2 separate regions of the Columba livia genome follow, and region 2 is linked to region 1. A link is a contact called in public Hi-C data. All regions are on one chromosome and are shown on one strand. Each heading gives the region's core, a stretch centred on a gene start, on an enhancer-like site or on the middle of the called end of the contact. The rest is flanking DNA. Distances are from core to core; before and after follow the strand shown. Region 1 overlaps ASB7 (ankyrin repeat and SOCS box containing 7). Region 2 holds the start of CHSY1 (chondroitin sulfate synthase 1).

What was found. Hi-C and Micro-C count contacts between places; a contact is called where the count stands out from the background.
Region 2: a Hi-C map of liver shows a contact between it and region 1, with 3 times the contacts expected there. The contact joins the promoter of CHSY1 here to the enhancer-like site in region 1. A contact is called at or near these places in 2 of 2 Hi-C or Micro-C datasets (crop and liver).

The regions. Positions count from the first base shown.
Region 1 is chr11:10,026,712-10,031,907 of bColLiv1.pat.W.v2, reverse strand. ASB7 (ankyrin repeat and SOCS box containing 7) reads right to left here. Exons shown (of 7, transcript XR_010475419.1): 4 at 4,362-4,621. Among named protein-coding and RNA genes, the nearest start is that of ASB7, 12 kb to the right of the region's middle. Within about 2 kb of position 2,722, at least 1 of the 3 cell types and tissues checked has an H3K27ac peak away from gene starts, as active enhancers do.
Region 2 is chr11:10,314,133-10,319,328 of bColLiv1.pat.W.v2, reverse strand. CHSY1 (chondroitin sulfate synthase 1) reads left to right here and starts at 2,530. Exons shown (of 3, transcript XM_065076716.1): 1 at 2,530-2,903. The coding sequence starts at 2,638.

The DNA of each region.
Region 1 (5,196 bases), core at 1,473-3,972:
GACACGTAAGTCCATTTCCAGCCCCCAACTGAGATACAGGACACCGCTGCCAGCCTTTTAGCCTGTGCTGTTTCCAGATTCAATCAGGTATGTGCCAGCTTTTCTGTGTGCATATATGCATTTTTATACAAGTTGTTGTAATCTAAACCCAACAATTTACTTGCAAAAGAAGGATGCTCTTTACCTACAGTTTTAAGTACCTTTCCACGCCTTCCTTACTCCCATAAATTCACTGCTTTTGATCACTAAAAAAAAGAAATACTAAGTCATGTAAGAGAAGTGTCTCAATAAGAACAGGAAAATAAGATTCACTCTGGAAACAAAGCAACACAAACAACTAACCTTCCAAAAATAAACATGGTAGCAAAGCCTCATGATAAAAATATTGTAATTCCCATTAAAATAATGGGCTTCCAGTGAGCTAATAGTACCAGTTTCCCCCTTGATCAAGGAAACAATCTTCAAAAGACCAAAACATTGTCTGTTACTATTCAGTCGATGTTTTGCTGCCATCTTCTGGAAAACTTGAAAACTTCACAAAGACTTTTAGTAGAAGTTCGACCTGCATTACGTTGCATATAATTTCCATCTGTTTAGTCCCCATGTTCGCAGAAGTAATGCTACATAGCTGATGTTGCCTTAAGAATCTAGGCTGTTGTGGGGTTTTGGTTGGTTTGTTTTTTAAAACGCTTCAGTATTGGTATCATGCTGTCAAGTCCATCTTTTCCCTTGGAGCACAAGCAAGGCAAAAAGAATCATGAGAGAATTCTCTTACCTTTCAGATTCTGCAGAGACAAAAAAAATAGTACCTGGTACAATCTTATTTAACTAGGAAGGGATGAAGCCAGCACTTGCCAGCATTTCTTTATCTTGCCTCCATCCTAACTGTCAAACAATTATAGTTGTTTTTTTTCAAGCTTCCCATTAATTTGGGGAGAGCATAACCTAGAAATAAGAACAGCTGCACTTGGTCACTTCTAATGTTCTTAAATACAAGGCATTATACAGCGATAAAAACCTTTAACTGCCTATGAAGGGTACCAAATTACTGCAATCCAGTTCACTTGAGACTGAAAATCTGCAACACAGTGACATCTTCATTAGGTCACTCTGTCACAGTGTAACTTGGGAGGCCAAGAAAACATGGTTCTGGTTCCATAAATTACCTCTTATTTCAAGCTTCCTTCCCCCAACTTGGGCTTCATTCTCACCACAAGGTTTAGAAACATTGCTACATCGGGGTTCTCTTCCAAATTTTCTAGGACAACATTCAGACACAGAAATGCTTCATGAGCTGGTTTAGGGGAGGATGAGCACTTGGCATTTTATATGGTTTCTCCCGGATTCTGTGTGACCTTACTAAAGTTTAGATACTTTCTAGCAAAGACTAAAAATAAATAAATCTGTTTGGCTACTTCCTTTTATTACTTTTCAATTTCTAGGAGCTTTAGTGAATCATTAATATGAGTAACCAGAAGCTGTCCTGTGCAACTAGTATTGAGAGGATATTGCCAAGGTACAGCCAACAACTACATACTTTTGAAGACTTTAACTACTTGTAACTTAAACAGCAGTAGTTGGGGGTTAATAAAAACATATTTCTTGTCCTATATGGGATTGTCTGTCTCAATATGTTATTTTGAAAGCGAAAAAAGTACACTGAAGGGAAAAAAAAAAGGCTTGTTAGGCAAAAATCCAAGATTACTGGAAACCACACTCCCTATTTTTGTGTTGCTTTCCTGTTCGGCTTTGTGACTCTAGATTGTTTCTATGGATGGAAAGAGCTGACTTTATAGAACATACACTTCATTAAAATGATATAAAAATACACTAAGAAAGTCTAATTCGCTATTTTTCATTAAAACTGAGTTTCTCCATGGTTCTGATCACCTTCCTGCATTTCATTACTTGCTAAAGAGTATTTATTATCTGACCTACCACCTCTGTATCTAGTTGGTATTTCTGCTGGCTTCATCCTTTAGTCCGGACTGGTTTTTAAATGCATTTCCCCCATTTATCTGTGTCTCCTTGCCCAGCAGATAATGAAAAGCTTCCTTGTGTTCTACCACCTCCATTCAAATCAGCTGACCTGCAGGCACAACGCTGTCCTCGCCTCTTCTCTTTGCTGGTGAGCAATGATGGAAGAGAAGATAAAAAGCAAAAGCAGGAGGCAGCCAGGTCACAACTCCCATAAGAACCTACCTTTGATCTCCAGGTCAGTGACCAGATCCCTTCTCAGCCTCTACCAGCCAAACTCCATCCCACTACCGTTCAAGACTACACTGGTTACCTCCCAGCAGCTTAGATTTGAGTCACAGCACTTCATCCTCAGCAACAACCCAGTTCAGTTTTCTCATTCCTGTACTATGACAATATTTCCAGCTCTCCTAGGCTTCATCATCCCTCTAGACATCCCTAACTATGACTAGTTGCTCCTTATTCCCCACTAACATCTCAGTTCCTTCCTTCCTCCAGAACTCTGTTCGTTCCCTCTCACTATCTTCTTTATTATTGCTATATATAGTCAGTTCAATACTCTGTTTACCATAAGATTCACACCAGAAAATGACTTTTTTACTTCACTCCAGTACCATTTTGGTCCACAGGGATTAAGCTCCAACACTTCTTGAGAGGGAGGAAGGTGGAGATTGTGTGAAGGCAGACACAAGCCCCTCTCTAACGAGGCAGGCATGATTAACTCTGCTTTTAAGAGTCAGCTCATTCGCTGCTTAATAGCTCATTTGCAACATTATTATGTTTTAAATACTTGTTATCTTTTATGCCTGTGTTTTGAAGGAAAACAGGGCAAGGCACAAAACGGTGCCAATTTTCTGAAGCGAGACCCAGCTCCAGGAAAGCTGCCGTAGATGACTAACCCTCACACTATTTGTTACTCAACTTTCTTGTCCTGGTGATTAAACGCTGTACTGCTTCCAGAACAAGGATGTTTCATTACAGGAGGTTTTCACGAGGCATCAGATTCAGCTGGTGCTTCATATAGAAAAGAGTAACAATAAAAATAAAAAAGCACTGCATCAGCAGCTATTTCATATCAAAACCTATGCAATGAAAGCACATAGAAACACATAAGGGGTTTTTTTTGCAGATCATCTTCAAGTCTGAATTAAAACCAATATACTTCAAGAGCTGCAGCCTAAAAATTTTGAATTTTTCAACTGAAGGCTTGATATTATCCACTTATACTACACTTTAAAAGTAGAATTTAAAGTTATTTATCAGTGCAATTTAGTAGCTTTGCCCCCGCTTCCAATTAGGACATGAGGGTTCGCGAATACTATGTGGTTAGAACCTGCAGTAGGTAAAACAACAGGGCCCAGATGTTCAGGCTGTATTTCAATACTGCTCTTAAGGAACGTATCACTAATTGTGCAAATACCACAGCCTATTAATGCCATACAATTTTAAGGGTGATCCATACATGTGACAAATACTGTGATACACATAAGGGGCCCATATGGTCTCATATGTAAAGCATCAGAAAGATAATTTCAGTTTCCCTGGGACTGAAAACATCATAGTTCATGTTTCATTTGATAAGAATAGCGCTAGAATGGAGGATGCTGTTCTTTAAGAGCACTAACCAGAATGTGGAGAACACCTACTGATTTTTATTTTTCCTCTCCAGTACCACATTAGAAGATTAACACTATCTATTTCTAAAACTTTTAAGTGGTCTTGAAAGAAGACAGAGCAAAAAGAAACTCTGACTGTACCATTTAAGGGGCAATAATCATCACCCAAGCAAGTCCATCACTTCAGCCAACGAAACTCAAGCGGTTCTTGAAATCAAGCTTCACTGTGGATGGATGCAGGAGAGGTGCAAACTCAACTGGACCAGCTGACACTAAAGTCCTTTCACAAAAAGTACTGTTTTAATGAAGTTTAGCAGACTGTATTAAAGCCTGCATGGAAACTTGGTCTTCAAGATGACTTGTTAACTCACCTGAGAGTTATGAAATGAACTTCCCTAGTATTTCAATTCAAGGACCTGCATTCCTCTAATAATACCACAAACGGAAGAAAAAAAAAGCCTATAATGAGTATATTCAATTTTAGGAGTCTTTCTGCCCTATTTTCATAATGCTTATTCATTCTTTTAACAATTCCTAAATAGTTCTGAAAAAAAAAAAAAAAAAAGGAGTAAGATATTAAGATATAAAGTTAAACTATTCCCTCATTCACAGAGTGTGCAACAAAAGGAAACAGAGATGCAGTACAACTCCAGAGAAAGAAAAAAAAAGGCAGTCTGACACCTAATCAGTGCTGGAAAGCCCTGTAATGGAAATTAGGATAGAAAATTGTGAGACAGGCAGCAAGATTTTTCTCTCTAGGCAACTCACCTCCATGTTCAAGAAAAACACGGACGCATCTCTCTTTCCCTCTTGCTGCAGAGAAATGAAGCAAGGTCCAGCCATTGGCATCTCGACCGTTTGGAGAATACCCTTGCTCCAGCATCTTGCGCACGGTGTGAACATCGCCAGCAGCCACTGCAGCCTGAATCTGCAACTCTTCCTGTAGCTCAGGGTTTCTCCGACAGTGATGGTGTAACATCCTAGCTGAATCTGGGTTTACAGAAGCGTCATGAGGTCACACTAGTCACCTTGAATCAATGTAAAGCATGAAGAAATTAGGATTGAGACCAGGAACGAGATATCTAGGAAAAAGAAAGAGGTATCTAGAAAAACAAGTCAGCACTAATGAAAAGCAATGCTAAGATTTACTCTCTATATGCAGAGAAGGCATAGTATACAAAGAATAAAAACCAGACACTCTCACTGTTACCAGCAAAATCGTACTACACGGTTCACATCACTGAAGTGCAAGAGAAAAGGACACTTACATGTTAAAAATAGTAAACATTTTCTTGAGAAATGACAGCAAACCATCCACAATTAAAGCATCTAAGCAATACGCCAAAAGAAATCTCCAGAAACAAACATTCATCGAAAAAATCACAGCATGGTTAATATCACTAACTCCAAAGATACAGGTTAAACAGATGATCTAAGCTGTTGCATGAACCAGCACTTCATTGCTAGAGGAACTGAACTATGATATTCTGTGGGAATGGCAGGATGTGCAGTTCCAGCTAAAGGGCCTTGGACAGGTTATACAGAAGTTTGTTTTTATGAGTGTAAGAAGTGATTGCCCAGGCCAGCGAGAATGATATCTCAG
Region 2 (5,196 bases), core at 1,281-3,780, 290 kb before region 1:
TCCAACCAAAATGATTCTATTCTAAAAGATGCACGTGTGCAGAGTGGCACAGGCTGAGGATAAGCACAGGCTTCATAGAAAGGGATCGGAGCACCCATAGTTAGAAATAATAGTAAAGCATTGCAAATGCTGGGAAGCGGAAGGGAATTGCAGTCGTGGTTGGGGGGATTTCCCTATGTGGAAGGGATGGAAAGGACAGTAAAGCAGAAAAAGGATTTTTTTTTTAATAGGGTGAACTGGGGTGGATAGTGGATCCCACTCCCCAGATGAAGGTCCCAGAAACGCAACTTTGTGCTGGCTTTGTCAGAGCAATCATGGGGCTCCCAGGAATGTTTGGTCAAACTTTGAGGAGCCCTTTTGGGGATCTTCATCAACCCCTTCTCCGCCTGTGGTACACACGAAGCTGTTGGGAAACTGCTAATATTCACTGCAAACCAGCCAGTGCTGCATTTTTAACCCTTCCTCGGTGTTCTGCCGCTCTCAAAGACACTCAACCTTGGTGACTCTGTCACCTTCCAGCCAGCTTTTATCAAGTGATGGTGTTCCTGTCCTTCCCTGGCTTTCCTCACCTCCCGTCTTGTCTTCTTCTCATTCTCTCTTTCACCATTTAGTTCTTCTCTTCCTCTTCCCACACACAGACCTCTCACTCAGTGCTTCTGTGTTCTGCCCGTGAGCAACCAAAATGAGACCTCCTGCTCTTCTTTCCTGCTAATTGCTGGTACTTCTTCTCTAGTTTCTATTTCATTTTATCTTTGTTTAGTACCATAAATTGTAGTGGCACTTTCCCTGTGTTATTCGTTGCTCCTGACATCACAAGAGTTCATCGGTGCTGACCTTGGTATGAGGATTGCACCATCATGAGAGCAATAAAAACCACATGAAAGCATTTTTTTGGGGACCTATCATCTAGTTCGTTAGATAAGCAGATTGTCATATTACCTGCTAGTTCCCAGAAGTGTAACAGTCACTTACTGTACAAGGATCATCAAAATCTGTCATGTATGGCTCTCTTTGACTTATTAATGTACAGTATTAATTTGGTTCAGCATCCTCTTTTGCAACAGATCTTGCTCAAGAGCAGGCTGCCGTTATACCAAGACTTTCTTCTTCTCAGCTTGTTGTGGATGACACCACAATATAGATAAATTTTAAAATGGGAATGACTGGTAATTGGACATACAAAAGTGGGTAGGAAATGGAAGAAACCACAATGACAAGCAGGAGGTCAGTGGGTTGTACTTGATATGTTTCTTCTCTGAAGACCAGAGGGTTTTTCCTGTAAAATGTCAAGGGTTTGGGGCTGCAGTATTTGAAGCTGAAGCACACAGTAGATTAAACGGACATGGAGAGTTAGTGCAGACAAAGAAAAAATAAATCTTCACCTGGTACCCCTAACATCTTCCCTCTGTTGAGCAGTCATTATAGCTTCTGGATCAAAATAGGTTGACCTATTTCTGATTGGTTTAATTAGCAAGGTGGGAAAACCCGGAGAGCTGCCTGTGCTTTTGCCCACCCCAGCACCAGAACACGAGCAGCACGAATGCATCAGTGCCAGGCGAAACCCGGGCTGGAGGCTGCTCCTCGTGGCCGTGCCAGCACTCTGGCTCTGCAGACACCGGGGACCAAGGCATCGCAGGTCTGGGGCTTGGGCAGCAAGGAGTTGGCAGTTGGAAGGGACCTTCCCAGCTCCCCCAGTGCCACCCCTGCCATGAGCAGGGACATCTTCACCAGCTCAGGTTGCTCAGAGCCCCATCCAGCCTGGCCTGGGATGTCTCCAGGGATGGGGCATCCACCACCTCTCTGGGTGACCTGGGCCAGGCTCTCATCACCCTCAGTGTGAAAGATTTATTCCTTATCTCTAGCCTGAATTTCCCAGTGTATTTCTGGCTGCAGACTCCACACAAGCCATACTGGGATGAGCTGTGCTGGGATGAGCGATGGAACCTCTGCCACCAGGCATGGGCAGCTGGTACCTGTCCCAGGTCAGAGTACCAGTCTCCCAGTACTGTCCCATCCTGGTCTGAAGGGCCGGGTTGGAGCCTCAGTTCCAGCTCCGCAGTGCCGGGTGCTGGGCTGGGGTTCTGTCCGGGGTCTCAGTCTCCATCCCCGAGTCTGAGCACCCACGTCCTCTCATGCTCCTGTCCCAGCCCCTCGGTCTGGGCAGCTGGGCCGAGGTTCTGGGGTGGGGCGTTGGGTCAGGGCTGCTCCTGCTCCGGGCTGCCCTGTCCCGTGGTCCCGCTCCCGGGCGGCGCTTTAGGAGCCGATCCCCGTCCCGGGGTCACAGCCCGGCTCTCGGTCCCTGTCCCGACCCCCCCCCACGGTGCGCCAGCTCGGCGGGAACGGAGGGGGCCGGGCCGAGCCACCTCCCTCCCCCCTCCCGCGGCGGCCCCGCCACCACCGCCACGGCCGGGCGGGGCTACCGGCGGCGGGGCCGCACACAGCGCCTGTGCTGAGGGGCAGGGCCGGGGAGGCGGGCGCCCCTTTCCCTTCTCCTCCCCTCCCTCCGCTTCCCGTCCCTGCCCCTTCCCCCCATGGCGGCGCTGGGCGACACGGCGCGGCTGGCGGCCGCGGCGCAGCGCGGGGCGGCGGCGCTGTGAGGAGCCGCGCGGGGCCTGCGCGGCGCGGCGCCGGGCGGGCATGGCGGGCCGCGGCCGCCGCGCCTGGCTCAGCGTCCTGCTGGGGCTGGTGCTGGGCTTCGTGCTCGCCTCGCGCCTCGTCCTGCCCCGCGCCTCCGAGCTGGCGGCGGCGGCGCGGCCCCGCCGAGCCCGCCCGCAGGGCTGCCGCCCGCCGCCCGCTGCCGCCGCCCCGCCGCGCCGCCCCGGCCCGCCGGCACAGAGCTTCCTCTTCGTGGGGGTCATGACGGCGCAGAAGTACCTGCGGAGCCGTGCTGTGGCCGCCCACCGGTGAGAGGGCTGGGGGGGCGCAGCGCCGCTCGGCTGCTTTCGGCTGGGCTCGGGTGCGCTGGTGTCTGTTCGGGTGGGTTCGGCTGGGTTCTGTTCGGCTCGGTTCGGCTGGGCTCGGCTGTCGGCACGGCCGTTTGCCCTGAGGAGCGGCTGAAGTAGGAGCCCCCGGGCGGGAGGTCTACCACGGCGGGGCCCTTGCGGCCGGGATCCCCGCGCCGGCCAGGGGACCGGTCGCCTTTCCGTGAGGCGAATGTGAGCGAGCAGAGAGGGGCCCCTCAGAGGACGCTCAGCCCCGGCTCTCGCCGCACCAGCCCGACTGCAGGGTGGGCAGCGCTGAGGCGCTGGCCGGAGTGAAGGGTGCGGGCAGCGAGGTGTCCCGAGCGCTCCTCCGCTGCCTGGACAGCTCGGCGGAGACGTGAGGGGTTGAATTGAACCTCGTCGATGCTCTCGCACGGTCTGGTTGAGTCAGTACCTGGCAGACAGCCGCACTGTAGCGAGGGGGCACCCACCGCCAGTCACCGGGGTGGTTGAGGTGCTTCCCTTGGCGCTTCTGCCTCGGGCATGGCCCCGTCACGCTGGTGCAGTCCTGGGCTGCTTCTGAAGGGAGCCAACAGCCTGATAATAGTAAAGTTTGGGGACTGCAGTATCTCCTTGGATAGGAAAAAAAGGAACGTTGCACCAAGCCGAGAGCATGTGCTTAGGAATGAGACTCGGAAAAATGCATCTGGGAACAAAGAATAAAACCGGCCTGTGCTCACTGAAGCTGTAAGTGATGTTGGACTAGGTAGCAAAACAGCTTGAATGGGGAAAGGTCAGTTTTGGTGAAACATTGTAAGCTTTGGGCTGGGGAAGCCAATGCAAGAACCGGGGCCTCTGAGCCATGTGTTTATTACCTGAGTACGCCTATTTTTGGAGCAGGGACAATCTTTGTGCTTTGCGCTGCATGCTGCTCGCCGTAGCCCATGGTACGATCTCCAGCCGTAGCTGGATATTGCTGCGAGCACCGTGCGCTAACGGGACTTCAGTCCAAAGCCTCAGTGCTATCAGAATAATCATCTCGCCTGTGGCGTTGAAGAAACTCTGCACTGAAATATACTTATTGCTCTGGCATTCGCACCAGCAGGCAGTGCTGGGAGGCTGTGTGGGAAGCCTACTTGGGAAATCCAAAAGAGTTAAGAGCTAAAATGTTAGCTCGGGTATACCCCAGCTCTGATTGAGCACTGCACAGTTAGTGCCATCAGAGGAGCAGCCAGGAGCTCTGGGGCGGATCTTTCTCTAATACAACATCCCTTTTAGTCTTGCGCTAGAACAAACCCTTCTCCATCTCCTGCCTGCCCAGGTTGAGAAGTACTTGACCATATTGGCCAATAAGAATAAGATGGCAAAACCACATATGATGGACCATCTCCTCCTCCCCTGCCCAGCCCCAGTTTTGGGAAATGGTAGTTCTCTTTATACCAGCATCAAATGCAGTAAAATTGCTTAATTTGGACATATTATCCACCAGCGAGGGTTTTAATGGAAACTTAATTCCTTCTTTCATCAGTAGACCTGTAATTAAGTTACAGAGGGTGTGTGATTGGTGCTTTGAAATAGGTGAAAGAATCTGTTTCTTCAGGGTTGTGTATTCTTCGCTGTGTGGTTTGAAGCATTTTGGATTGCAAACCTCATGAGCCGTGTAATTTACATTAACATACAGAAAGGCTGGAGTCGTGTTGGGACATCACATAACAGGTTTTATGGCAGGATAGTTTGTCTGGCATGCACCAGATTTTATGTCAAGAATTCAAGAAAGGGAAATTTATCACGATATTGTCCAGAGATAAGTGTTAGTTGTGGAGCCTTAAGGATTCTTGTCCCTGGCTTTGCCCATGCTTGCTGAACAGTCCTGTGCTGTGGGAGAGCTGGCTTTACAGAACCATATCTGCAACATCAGCTCGCGCAAAAAAATGGCTAAAGATGCAACTTAACAAATCCGGCTAATGGAATCGGGCTCCTTCAGCCCTCAGAAGGAGATCTGAGTGTTGCTTTTTACTGCATTGCTCTTTTGGTTTAACCTCTAGAGATGACGTCGGCTCTCAGAAGGGACGAATAAAGAGACCTCTTAACATTGCGGTAGGGCTAGATGCGTTTTTCTCCCCTCTGTTGGTAAAAGAATCGAGCTAATGTCCTAGTGACAGGAAGACATCTTTGGGGGAAGGTGGGGAGGGGGGAAGAGGAAGACAAACCTGAAATCTTAAATGGCTTTTGATTGCCATGAAGTACTCAAGCAGACAATTGCTGGGATTACTAC